2 separate regions of the Mus musculus genome follow, and region 2 is linked to region 1. A link is a contact called in public Hi-C data. All regions are on one chromosome and are shown on one strand. The core of a region is the stretch at or near the end of the contact, and the rest is flanking DNA. Distances in the headings are between cores, read along the strand shown.

Region 1 (3,374 bases), core at 611-3,110:
GCAGAGGCAGAAAGATTTCTGAGTTTAAGGCCAGCCTGGTCTACAAAGTGAGTTCCAGGACAGCCAGGGCTATACAGAGAAACCCTGTCTCGAAAAAAAAAAAAAAAAAAAAAAAAGCAAACAAATGAACAAACAAAACAATCTGTTATTACAAATGTTTGTTTGAATACAATTTTTTGTTTGTTTTAATATGATTTTTTTCTGTTTGTTTTTTAATGGTTCTGATGTGCAGGTGTTTAGAAATGACAACAAAATTATTAATTCCTAACTCCTTTATCTTTACAGTGTTATTGTGGCTATTGTGCCCAGAATTTTTACATTTCCGTTACATAACCTTCCCTTGAATAACAAACTTCATAATGATCAAAACAACCTTCAATAGCAGCCTTCAAAACAGCATAATGAAGATTCCCACACTTGTCTTTGGAAAACTAGAAGAGGGCAATCTATACTTTGTTTGTTCAACAGTCAAGTGCATCAACACTTTTATTCTTGCTAAATCCTGCAGAAGCTGGGATCATGGTGGCCACAGATAACTACAGTTGTTCCACCATAAGTGCCCAGTGCTCACATTTTGTAAGGGGTGAGAATACTGGGCACACTTGAGGATCTGTGTGCTGCAAGCAATACTCTGCAAAGGCTTCATTAGTTAGAGTCAAGTGGTACTTCTCAAATCCACCAGCAGTGAGGTGAAGACTGTTTACTGTCTGAGATAACAGGAAAAGCCCTGCAATTGAACAGCCAAAAGCATCTATTTCAAAACAAACTCCCTCTATCCATCCCTCCAGGGAGGATTAAAAAGAAAACAAAAACAAAAGCAAAAACAATAGCCTGTGGTGCCTGAGGAAGCTCTGAGGTGAAGAGAGGCTTGTTTATTTGATCCTGGTCCTGAAGAACAGGACACAGTATGTGCTGGATCTTTCTAAACCTACCAGGCTGCAGATGATAACAAGGTGTTTTGAAAGTGAATGAGACCTGGATAAACTTCTTTAAACAAAACAAAACCCTTGAGCAGCTGTCATCAATGCATCCTGCAAACTGGCCACTCTTCTCACTTATTTAAAAAATTATGGTTTTAATTGATACAGAATTACATCACTTCTCCCCTCCAGGTTTCCACTCCAGGCTCTCCCAAGTATCCTCACTTCATCCCCTCCCATACATTTAGGTTGATGAGCTCCTGTTTTCTATGGTTAATATTGTCACACACGTATGTATGCACCTATATAAAAATTCAACCTGCCGAGTCTGCTGCTGTTTGGTTCCTGTGTATACAGCATCAGGGCTGACCATTCTGCATTGAACGACTGATAAGGAAGCTCAGCTCTGGGAAAGACTAATTCTCCTTTTTCCACTATCACTTGCCTAGAGTCCTTTGTCTAGGCGTGGGAACCTGTAGGACCACCCCCAACCCTCTTCCAGTTAGCAAATCCATCTACCGTGCCATTGTTCTGGTCAACTTATGCAGCCATTTCTAGGAGAGATTGTTTCCCAGCAGGTTTCCTGGTATTCTGGCTGTTTCCATGTTTCTTGAGCCATAGATGTAGGAGTTGTGATGTAGATGTACCAGTTTCCATTTGTTAAGAGGTCAGGCTTTGTGACAGAATCTGTCCCCTTTCTTGTTTAACCCTTTGGTCTTTCATACCTACAGATTGACAAATTGACAGTCTTTGCCTTGGCGAGTCTAAAACTCTGGGTCAAAGCTCTCATTATGAGGACACTGAAGTGTTCTTACACTTTGAACAAGAATACCCCACTTTGCGAACATGCCTGCCGATACACACGCCCAAATGCCACCGAATCCTGACAGTCATTTCCTTCTTCCAGTACCACCTGTTCTCTGAGCACTCGCCCACAAGCTGCTAAAATCCTCCCTCCTGCCACCTCAGCCACACGCCAACATGAACTGCCTACCACCCCCATCCTCAGCCTCCAAACCATGATGTGGAATAAAGAAACAGATGCACAAAACCGAGGTGGCAAAGGGGCTCAGGACAGGTAGCCAGAAGTCATCACCCGAATCTAAACAAATCACAAGATTTGTATCTGGTGTCATTGTGATATTAATCACAACTCTCATTATTAAGGAGAAGCTCAGGCTAAGATGTATTTATTGATCAGACAGCAAAAACAAAGCTTATACCTTCCCATACTTCATTCGAAAAGCCCATGTCCCTCTGTTCCATTTAATTCTGAGGAGGACTTTTCATATAAGGGATAACTGAACCAGCTCCTTAATTTAGATAGTCCTGCTTTGATTAAAGCTAAAAACCTATGCTCTTTTTGATGAATATAGTAAGTTATTCCTCTGTCCCTTGAACAACTATTTATTTGTCGAATGCCAAGCATGGAGAGGCCACAGTGTTAATAGGGAGATGATCACTTTTCAGATAATGACATTTCCAAGATTTTTATTGGCTTTCTTTCAGTGATAGACTTAATAAAACCGTAATTCAAATTCAAGAGCTACCACAAGTCTTTGTTTCTCCAAGTCCTTAATATGGGGCTGGTTCTCAAGTCATGCGTGACTAAAGACTGAGTGAATAAGTTCATGGGTAAAGACAGAAATATATAAGTGAATAGACAGGTCTGTGAACATATAAGCAGAGAGGGCTTTCACAGAGGATACACCTAATGTTGGTAGAAAGTGAGAAAACTGTCGCTCTGGTTAGTCCCTTTGATTCCTCTTCCCGAGACTGCTTATAAAACTAACTCATTCACCCAAATACAGCTTGATAATTTGAAATTTAACCACAGGCCTTCCTAACAGCACACTTGGGAATTCATACTTTGGGTTCTCTGATGTGGGCTGAGGTTTTCACTGGGGACTAGGAACTCACACACATTCTTTACCACAGCCACAGCATAACCTAACAGGAAGAAAATGGACCTGGAACATGGTGCTGTAAAGTGCTAGCTGGATTTCATGAGTTTGAGTATTTCAGGAACAAAACTGTAGCTATTCTGTGCCTTTCAGGATATTCTAATGGGTTGGAATCCACTGAGTAAGAGTACACCAGCTGTCTCCTTGTTTAAATTTAAAGGACACAAGATCTTCTATTCAAGGAAACAAAAAATTCAAAAGCATTACTAGGACTTTTCTATCTACAGTTGTCACTGAGTTCAAAATAGCCCATTCCCCAAGTGCCTCTTTGGAAATTTCACCCATTATAGTTAATAATTTGAAAACTTATCATAAAGCTTACTGGCTATAAACCATTAATTGGAATTATCAGAATTCAAGTAGAAAGCTACTTTTTCTCCTTTTCTTGAGTGAACTGAGTCCCTTGGGAAGTCAATTAAGAAAATGAAAATTACACACACACACACATACACACACACACACACACACATATGTTATTTTTCTCGAAAAT
Region 2 (3,665 bases), core at 477-2,976, 460 kb after region 1:
ATTTTTCTTTAAATCCAGTCTGGTTTACATAGTGAAGTCCAGGCAAGGCAGCTCTGCATAATGAGGCCCTATCTCAAAGCAAAACAAGAACAAAATAACCTTTTATTTCCCACTCAATGCACCATTCACAATTTCCCAAGATAGTAAGTTTACTCTTGTTAGCTAGAATGACTAGTAATCTTCGTTTCACTCTCAGAAGACCCCTGTTTGCAAAGTAAATTATTCTGTCATCCAAAAAGTGATGCACATAATCTGAAGAAGTGTCTTTGGAAAGGTTGAATATTATCTGAGGTTTCTGTATGGCTTTTAACATGTGGAGATTAATTCTTAATTGCCACTTCAGCAAATTTGCCACAGAGCAGCACTTCCTCTGTGCAGGTTGCCACCCAAACAGCAAAACTGCTTTGTGTTGGTTTTGGTTTTTGTTTGTTTTTGAGACTTTCTACTTTCTAGAACTCAACACCAATGACAAAGCACAAATCACTTTCTCATTGCTTATCTGGGGTATTTAAGTAAATTTTTCTTTGCATATGTTTTCATTGGCATCCCTAATATGGGGCTAAATGAATGAATGATCTATCTTTGAATAAAATAAGTGGTTAACCCCCAATATAATACTAAAGGATTCAGGGTGTTTGCAGGGTTACTAGCTCCATGGTTCATTTATTCTAAAGTTGTGCAGCGACAACCTACCTTGCAGCTTGAACAGGTTTGCTACTGAGCTCCTTCTACAAGTGCAACTGAAACACAACATTAAATCATTTACAGTAGGTTAGTGGCAAAGAGGGAAACCAAACCACAAGTTGTTGCTATTGAAACTCCCGCTCAGCACTCTGCCTTGGTGTGACAACATGTTGGTATTCTTTGTGTGTCCTGTGTACATTTCCAAGTTGCTGTATTTCATGCAATATATGACGCACCTTTGCACCATTACGGTGCCTTCAGTCTAAAAACACATTAGTAACACTGCATTTATTGAAAATCAAGTTTTCAATATGTTCAAGTCTTATTTATATGTAAATGAAAGTTCAAAATAAAACTGAAAGAGATAAAGCTAAAAGGAATGGAAGAACACGACAGCTGAAGAGCCTGATAAAAGGAAACGAGGATTATCAGTGCTGTTGCTAAGCACACAGGTGGAGCCATCCCAGGATACTTGTGCACTAGGGTAGGGATGGAGTCTCAGGACCACTGGGGAGAGAGAGGTACGCGTGCTTCTCTGTAAGAAGGCAAACAACCTGTGCAAATCTCCCTGAATACTTTAACTCATCTCCAGATTACTGTTAATATCAATTTTAATGTAAGTGCTATACAAAACACTGCCATGCTGACTGGTTTATAAGTAAAGTGTTCTACAGTATGAATTTTTAAAAATTTTTTTTTCATTTGAGATTGGGTGAATCTGCAGATGCTAAGGATATAGAAACCTACAAGTATATAAAAGGACTGATGGATATAATCATGGTAGATAGATAGATAGATAGATAGATAGATAGATAGATAGATGAATAATAGAAGTTTCTATGAGAGGAAAACTGGTCAATATCTACAGATTGTTTCAGAGGGCAGAGAAGCAGGTGTCACTGGTTCATTAAAAAAAAAGTAGAAAACAGCATGTTGAGATTACACCTTATGTAACACGAGAGAACCAAACACTTAGTGAACTAGCCCAAATCCTCATGTCTCACAGAAGCCAGACTGTGCAGCAGCTTACAAAAGGAGCCAGAAATAGAGATCTGGTGAGCTAATGTTCACTGAAATACTACACTCAGTCCATACGATGCAGTGCAGGAGAGAGGAAGAAAATGGGGGTAAGGACCGAGAGGGAGAGACGAGGGGCAGAGGGAGGTCCTTTGTATTCCTGCAGTCCACTCAGTGCCCAGGGTCTGTCCTGACACCTGGAATGAAGCTCAGGCATCTGAAGCATGAATTATTGTACAAAACCTGCACTTGCCTCCTTCAGCATATTTAAAAATGTTAATAGCTAATCTACATATTGCCTTTCACTGTCAAATTTATATAATTACATAATTCGATTTTGGTATAGCATAGAACCATTGGCCTAACCAGCTGGAAATACAGCCCTTCAAGATGATATACAATACTGGCTGTTATACGTTATGTTATGTCTCATATATTGCCTTGCCCTATGAGCAGTATTGTATTATTATAAACATTCTTAGCTTCTATTATAATATGGGCATAAGTGCCATATTAACATTTTACTCCAGTTGTTGCTCTGATGGGTGAGCGGGGAGTGAGTGTGTGGGTGGAAGAGCACTCTCATAGAGACAAAGGGGAGGGGGAATAGGATGGGGGGATTGTGGAGGGAGACCAGGAAGGGAGACAACTTTTGAAATGTAAATAAATAAAATAACCAACAAAAAAAGATATATCAGAAGGAAATGGAGCATTGCTCAGAATAGAATGAATTGTTCACCACAAGAAAAGAGTCCATTTATTTACTAGTTATATAGTTTTCTAATGTCATGTAGAAATTGCTCTATCCATGGCCAGTGTGACTGCTAGCCACTTTCATTTAGTTTTCATGTTCTTTTCTTTAGTGGTTGCTTAGTTGAGTACAGTGATGCCTCTGAGTACCGGCGGAGCTCCTTCTGTGCACAGGATTCTCCCATGCGGGATTCTCCCCAGCACCTTTTACTCTATGGACATGTGGCCCAAGCTTCACAACTCAGGGCTATCCCTGAACACTGCCCTCACCCATGACTTGGCTGCTTTCTCCCAGAACTGACACAGTGCAGATGTGTGCCTCTGACCAGGAATCCCTCTCCAGGGTCTGTCAAGATGCAGACATGTGAACCTCCAGGTTCACTCTCTTACATTTAACAGTGTGTCCCATCCCCCATGTCCAGTATCCCAAGAGCCACAGTTTCATTTGTTGTGCTTTTTGTTACTCAAGTGAGAAAAATAAAATTTGTCTCTTATAATTTGCTTTTGACTGAAAATGTCAGTTTCCTTTGCCTTTTTTTAAATGTTGGAAACATATTTACATTGGACAGGTAGGAGTAAGGAGTAAAAAGGCTACAAAGCAGACATACTATAATACGGTGGTGCTTTGGAAAGTCCTAGGGCAGTACAAAGACTGAGAATTAGGAATTAGGAGGGAACTGGGAATCCAGGAGACGAGATCGTATTATGAAAGTGTCTGAGTAAACACAGACAGAAGTTGTTCCTTTGGCAGGGCCAACACCACACCACTAGCAGCCCCGAGTGGCCACAGTACATGTTACATAAGCTGGCCTGCCTTAAAATGCATAAGCCAACCTTTATTTAGAATTAATTTTTGATCCTTTGACCTTTCATGAGCTCTTAGCTTCAAAATGTCAAAATGCTTCAAAAGTTTCATTGAAATGATGTCATTCTTCCTTGAGACATTCTGTACTGTGCCTTTTCTCAGAGATATATATTTGAGCTCTTAGAAACTTTCTTATATGTTTTTTAAGAGTATTAATTGAGGAGAATTAACAGTGGTTAAATTTACAGTTATAGCACATCTCAACAAATATTGTCCCACCACACCCAAACCATCAATTCAGTTTTAGAACTGATTTCAGAAAAGCATTTACATCTGCAAGAGAGTATGATGTGTTCTTTAACCCTTTGTCTCCTACCTCCACTCTTTGCTCCTGGTCTCATGTGCTCTA

What was found. Hi-C and Micro-C count contacts between places; a contact is called where the count stands out from the background.
Region 2: a Hi-C map of cerebral cortex shows a contact between it and region 1, with 1.8 times the contacts expected there. The contact joins two enhancer-like sites. A contact is called at or near these places in 6 of 39 promoter capture datasets (the 3T3-L1 cell line, cranial neural crest, frontonasal cranial neural crest and 3 more), 1 of 484 Hi-C or Micro-C datasets (cerebral cortex) and 1 of 9 other capture datasets (adipose tissue).

What each region holds. Positions count from the first base shown.
Region 1 is chr1:22,653,266-22,656,639 of GRCm38.p6, forward strand. The region is part of intron 2 of Rims1 (regulating synaptic membrane exocytosis 1); the gene reads right to left. Among named protein-coding and RNA genes, the nearest start is that of Rims1, 150 kb to the right of the region's middle. Within about 2 kb of position 1,861, at least 12 of the 459 cell types and tissues checked have an H3K27ac peak or open chromatin away from gene starts, as enhancers often do. A contact at or near this core is called in cerebral cortex, where this site is marked.
Region 2 is chr1:23,117,890-23,121,554 of GRCm38.p6, forward strand. No RefSeq gene overlaps it. Among named protein-coding and RNA genes, the nearest start is that of Gm30442, 4.3 kb to the right of the region's middle. Within about 2 kb of position 1,727, at least 19 of the 459 cell types and tissues checked have an H3K27ac peak or open chromatin away from gene starts, as enhancers often do. A contact at or near this core is called in cerebral cortex, where this site is marked.